Linked DNA regions of Gossypium raimondii: region 2 is linked to region 1. A link is a contact called in public Hi-C data. All regions are on one chromosome and are shown on one strand. Each heading gives the region's core, a stretch centred on a gene start, on an enhancer-like site or on the middle of the called end of the contact. The rest is flanking DNA. Distances are from core to core; before and after follow the strand shown. Region 1 holds the start of LOC105763890 (CMP-sialic acid transporter 1). Region 2 holds the start of LOC105763896 (rhodanese-like domain-containing protein 4, chloroplastic).

The links. A called contact is a pair of places that touch in the nucleus more often than the background predicts.
Region 2: a contact with region 1 is called in a Hi-C map of leaf, with 2.0 times the contacts expected there. The contact joins the promoter of LOC105763896 here to the promoter of LOC105763890 in region 1. A contact is called at or near these places in 2 of 2 Hi-C or Micro-C datasets (both in leaf).

Annotation. Positions count from the first base shown.
Region 1 is chr12:36,613,530-36,616,686 of ASM2569854v1, reverse strand. LOC105763890 (CMP-sialic acid transporter 1) reads left to right here and starts at 1,722. Exons shown (of 8, transcript XM_012582287.2): 1 at 1,722-1,943; 2 at 2,059-2,142; 3 at 2,241-2,455; 4 at 2,555-2,633. The coding sequence starts at 1,893. It overlaps LOC105763891 (mitochondrial adenine nucleotide transporter ADNT1), which reads left to right. Exons shown (of 8, transcript XM_012582289.2): 8 at 244-711. The coding sequence ends at 327.
Region 2 is chr12:36,753,037-36,756,193 of ASM2569854v1, reverse strand. It overlaps LOC105763896 (rhodanese-like domain-containing protein 4, chloroplastic), which reads left to right and starts at 1,687. Exons shown (of 8, transcript XM_012582295.2): 1 at 1,687-2,440. The coding sequence starts at 1,845.

The DNA.
Region 1 (3,157 bases), core at 473-2,972:
GAATAACATTTTGAATTCATACTAAAATATCATCGAGACCTCTGCATTATTTGATTTTGATCTTTGATGAGTTTATGCATGGATTAGGCAAAGATTAGCATCTGGTTAAAAAGTAAGACTGAGCACGCATTCACTAACCGATGCAAATGACCAGAATGGGATGTTTTATGTCTTATAATCTGAGTAAATCTTGTTCTTCAACGGTCAATATTTGATTGTTTATTCCTTTTTCTTGTTTTCCAGGTTGTACCATCGATAGCACTCGCGTTTGTGACATATGAAGTGGTGAAGGACATTTTAGGGGTTGAGATTAGAATATCAGACTGAAATGGTGCCCCATTCAGATTGAAATGTTTATGATGAGGAAGGTGTGTTGCTATTCTTTTTTTGTAGGCAATGGAACAGATAGGAAGGTGAACTAGGGACAGTTTTCTTAGTACTCTTATTTGGTTTCTCATAAATGAGTTTTAGAAACTTGTACACAGAGAGCTGCACCGACTCGGACTGAGACCGAGTCTCGGCTCGTGACACTGCCTGCCTGTATAATGTCTTATAATGGCTTCAAATGTTTCCTATGTAAACACTGTACTTATTCACGTGTTGTGCCAATAAGGATGAAGGAACAATGCGAATAACCATTTGTTTGTAATTATCGAGCCGAGCTTAGGCTGAATTCGAGCACTGCAATATTCAAATGTCTTGCGAGTTTAATCGAGGTTTTTTTACTTTAATATATTTTTTTATATTATGAAATTACATCTTTTCTTATTATATAAAAAGGTTAATTAGGAATGAATTAGCTCGATTATGAGCTGAACGAGAGTATAGAAATTGATGTTTTGAGTTATAGAATCTTGAATTTCAAAGTTTGGACTCTGCTTGATATGATTACACTCAAGGATGTTATTATCCATGGTTTTGTTTTTACGAGTTCCAATTCCATTATCTATGAAATTACCGATTAAATTAATAGTACATTATTTATTATTTTAACCAAAATAATTTAATTTCATACCATAGATATGATCCAACACTTATTCAATAATTTTAAAATGTAAATTTGTTACCATTCTTTCTCATTTTCACTGTGGATTCGATGAAATCTAGTAGAAATATTATGTCAAACGAAAAAGACAAATGAGGTATTTTAATCTCTCGCAGAAAGTAAATTTTTAGATTAATAGGTAAAAATATTTTTATTCGAAATTGAGTAAATTAATTTTAAAATGTTAATGTTTTTAATTTCAAAATTGTTTAAATTAGTTAATATCCTTTATCAATTTATCAATTTGATGTTAATTAACAAAATTACCTATAAATGTATAGATATTGAGATTAAATTTCTCGAATTTTTAAAATAAAGATAAAAATAATAAAATATATAAATATTGAAAATTAAAATTTTAATTATATCAATTCAAATTATTATATTATGGATTACTTTAATTTTTTTAATACGGACTGTTCTACTCAAAGTCGAAATTAGAAAGGACTAAAGAAATTTTTTACCAAATTGATACATTAAATCAGTTTTTAAAATTTTTGGATTATTCCATGATTTTAAATTTAGAAACTGGAGATTTAAATTTAATTCAATTTACCATTTTGAGTTGTTTTGAGTTTAAATACTTTTAGATTTTAGTTAAATGATTTGATTATTAATTTTTTATGACTAAATCAAGTTTAACTGAGTTCGGACGTTGATTAATCAAATCGAGTTCGACAGCTAACAGAAATTAAACACCACAGGAGGAACGACGGCGTTCTGACCTTGTATCAGTTGGATCACTGAGTAGCTCGAACGATCCCGTCTCTCTCTATTCTTTCTCCCTCGTCAACTCACTGACACTGGTTCAACTGCTTCCCTCTCACTGTTTTAGAAAAAAAAGATAATGAAGTGGTACTTAGTAGCTTCTCTTCTCACCATCCTCACCAGTTCTCAGGTTTTTAGTAAACCTCAAACCCTAATTCCCCCCCCCCCTTTTTTTTTTTCATTTTGCTTATCCCACTCTATAAAATTACGATCAGATCTATACATTCATCTTTTACATTTTGCAGGGGATATTAACAACTCTATCACAGACCAATGGCAAATATAAATACGATTACGCCACCATCCCTTTCCTTGCTGAGGTCTTTAAGGTAACTTTTTTTCCTTAAAAATTTCACTTGAATTTTCTTAATTTAGATCTAAAGATGGCTTGTTATTTTTTTTAAATATAGATTTGTTTTTTTTAAAGCTTATCGTATCAAGTGTTTTTCTATGGAGAGAACGAAAGAAATCGCCGCCGCCGAAAATGACAACGGATTGGAAGAGTGTTAGATTGTTTCCTATTCCTTCAGTTATTTACTTGATCCATAATAATGTACAGTTTGCTACTCTTATGTATGTTGATACATCGACGTATCAGATAATGGGTAATTTGAAGATTGTCACTACTGGGATTTTGTTCAGGTGTGTGCTTACTATTAATTTCTGTATTTTGGAACTTTTTTTTTAATGTACAAAACTGGGGTTGCTCATTGATGTTGTTGTTGTTTCGTGATTTTTTAGGTTGTTTCTTAAGAAGAAGCTTTCAAATCTACAATGGATGGCGATTGTTCTATTGGCTGTTGGAACAACGACAAGTCAGGTATACTCCGGATTCAAAACTAACTGTTTATGTTTTTCGCACTGTGATTTGCGCTGCAGCGGTTATCGATGCAAGTTTGTGGCTGGTTAAGATGTTATGAATGATAATTGCACTGGAAGACTAGTTACACTTTGATTTGGGATTGATATTTCTCAAGTGTTGGAAAATTAGCCTGTAATGTATTTTGATTTGTTAAAACTTGAATCCCATGTGAGAAATGAGAAATCAAGCAATGGTTTTGCTAGATTTGGAATAACTATAGAGAAATTGAATGAGAAAGAAGTTGGAAGAACTAGTTAATATGATGGTCTTCTTTGCAGTGAGTTAAGTGAATAAAATGCTTTGTATATTGTTGGAGAATTTTCGGGATGGGAAGGCGAGAAGCGAAAACTAGTTAAAAATGAAATATCTCTTTGTAGGAAACTGTTGTATCTCGTTAGGACCGATAATATATGCCCTTGAAGCGGTCTATCTCCTAGAAAATTTTAAAATTTCTTGTTTTGTTTTTGTGCGAACGCTTTTAT
Region 2 (3,157 bases), core at 438-2,937, 140 kb before region 1:
TTTCAAAAGAAAATATGGTCGTTCTTGTATATCCATCCAGCTTTGATCTTAGTCTGAGCCAAAAACCATAAATAAAAGGGATAAAGTAACATTTAATCCCTGAACTTTAACTTTTTTCATTTTGATCTCTGAATTTTTTTTGGGTCCACATTAGTCATGGAATTTAACAGCCTTTTTTGATTTGGTCCCGGAGCATGGATTCCAGTAAGTTATGGTGATGTGTTATTTTGATAGTGTCATTTCATCACTGGATTCAAAAAAGATAATATTTTAATAAAATTTTGTATTTTTAAAATTTTATATAAAATTTAAAAAATTTTCAAGACATGATATAATTTTAAAGTGCTATGTCATCATATTTTAATGGAATTTAAGTTTAGGGGTCAAATTAGAAAAGTTGTTAAATTTCGAGACTAATATGGATAAAAAAATTCAGGAATTAAATTGGAATATGTTGCCAAGTTTATCCCTAAAGAAAAAGGCCTTTCGTTAGCTTTCGTTCTCTCCTTATCTGGGCCAGAAGGTGTGATTTTTGGTTTAAAGATCCAGATATAAAACAATGTTTTAAAGCTTCAACATCGAAATTGACTGATTATTGGACTTATTTTCAACTTTGGGTCCACTTGTAATTGTTTGAACCGTAACTGGACAAATCAGACACCGATATATAATCAATCTATGACCAGCACATACATGAGTTTTTTTGGGTTAATTGCATCATGTTCCTAAACTACTGTTTTAATTCTAAATTCGTCCATAAATTTTAAAATGTCTTAATTGTATTTTCAAAGTTTTAGTATTATATTAATAAGATGTTTTTGTTAGCTTAGCAGAGAATTTAAGCATTAATTAGCGGTTTGGATATGATTTAGAGCAAATTTAAAACAGAAGAATTATTCTTTTATTATGTTGAATTTAAGCCATCTGTGTAGTTACGCGAGTGTTTATGATATACTTTGGTAAAAGAACTATGGAAGTCTCTGTATTAGAAGTTGGATTGTATTTTGTCTCTTTTACTTAAAAATAGACAAATCGGACTCAGATATTAGGTTAAAGAGCAAACTAGTAATTTTTGTTAAAAATTTCATCCATTTCTACTATTAAAACTAATGTGATTGGTAGAATAATTAGTTAGCATATGTACTTTATTTTGATGTACAAAGATCAATTTGCTCTTTTATATAATTTACAGGGATTAATTTATTCATTTTTTGAATAAAGGGAGTAAAGTGCAATTTACCAATATGCTCCGTGTCATATTGAAGTTGCCATTTAGCGACCAAACTAATGACTAAGTGGACAACAGGTTTTGAGGGGTATTAATATTGAGAACCCTAATTAGATGGTTTTTGAAATTTAAGTACCAATATAAAATTTGAGTCATGGTTTGAGCACATCTGAAGAAATTAACCTTTTTTGTTTCTTTCGTTGTTTAAAATGCGGAAATTTCATTTTTGTCCCCCTAACAAATCTCACATTGACATTGAAACCCTCACTAATGTACTAGTACAATTGTTGCAACAGTACGAACATCTGTTGTAAAAAAATAAATCCAATGTATTGCAGATGTACTATTGAGTTTCTCTACAAGAGAATTGTCAACCACACAAATGGGATCAAAGACCAAAAATGTCCAAGCTAAAGGACATGATCAAAAAAGCTCCTTTGATTTCACTTCCAATGTGTCATGCAATAAATGGCATCGATCTCATATTTCAGTCCACTCCAGTACCTTCCAGCACCCAAAGCTCACCAAAAAAAAAAAAAAAAGCTCAACAAACCCTCCATTTTTGTCCATGGTTCAAGCTTTTCCACCATATCTTTGACAACTATAAAATTATGCCATGAAGGTCCTCCACCCATCACCCTTTACGCTACTCTCAGTTCTTTACAAACCCAAAAATTTCCCATCATCATCAGCATCATTTGCTTCACCGCCCAAAGCTCCACCAGCTTTCATCAAGACCCCACCGGCGGCTCTACATGGGGGTATAGTTGTATTATCTTCAGTCTTCCCCACTACTTTAGCTAAAGCTTTATCATACGACGAAGCACTACAGCAGACGACAACTAGCTTTTCCTCCGATGGGGTTCTTGATAGTGTCGTCAATTTCATATCCGATAACCCCACGGTGGTAGCCGGTGGTGCCGTTGCTTTGGCGGTTCCATTGATCTTGTCTCAGGTGTTGAAGGGTTCTAAACCATGGGGAATTGAAACCGCGAGGAGTGCGTATGGTAAGCTGGGTGAGGATCCTAATGCTCAGTTGCTGGATATCAGAGGACCCAAGGAGTTTAAAGATGTTGGCAGCCCTGATATAAAGGGTTTTGGGAAGAAACCTGTATCAATTGCCTTTAATGGTGAAGACAAGCTTGGGTTCTTGAAAAAACTGGATTTGAAATTCAAGGAACCGGAAAATACCACTTTGTTTATCATAGACAAGTAAGATTTTTAACCCCATGCCTTTGTATATATATATACATATACACACATATATGACTTCCTAGCATTTTTGGCATGAATTATATTGCTAGAATTATAATTAGTTAAGAATCCACTGGTTATGCCATTGAGAGCTTATAGTGATTTGATTGGTGTTTTGTAATAATTAATTTGGTAAAAATATGTTACAGTCCAATTGCATTTTTTTTACTTAAAAATGACAAATTAGTATGTTAGTTCGAATAACAAATTTTCTTTTAAAAGAATTTATAAAATTGACATGACTAAAAAATAATTGGACAGTTACACTTGACTTGTCATAGGTAGTTCATACAGTTGGACATGGACATGTTTATATCAGTAAAAATAAATGGGATTTTTAACAAAAGGATCAGTTTGTTCTTTGATCTTATCTTGCAAATACTAATTTATTTATTTTTTTAGTAAAGAGGGCAAAATACAATCCGGTACAGTATAAAAGGCCTCCATATTATCGATTAATTTCTGCATATAATGATTCAGATGCATTGTTTTTTTTTAATTGTCAATCAATATGATCGTATTTCGTTGTTTCTAAATCCAAGTATATGCTTATGACATTGCTGTGATTATAATTTGTTATGAACCCATTGTTTATCTCCATTGCCATTGCTCCAATTCACCTTGTTTATCGACAAGTAAGATTTTTTAACCCTATGCCTATGTAATTTGTATATA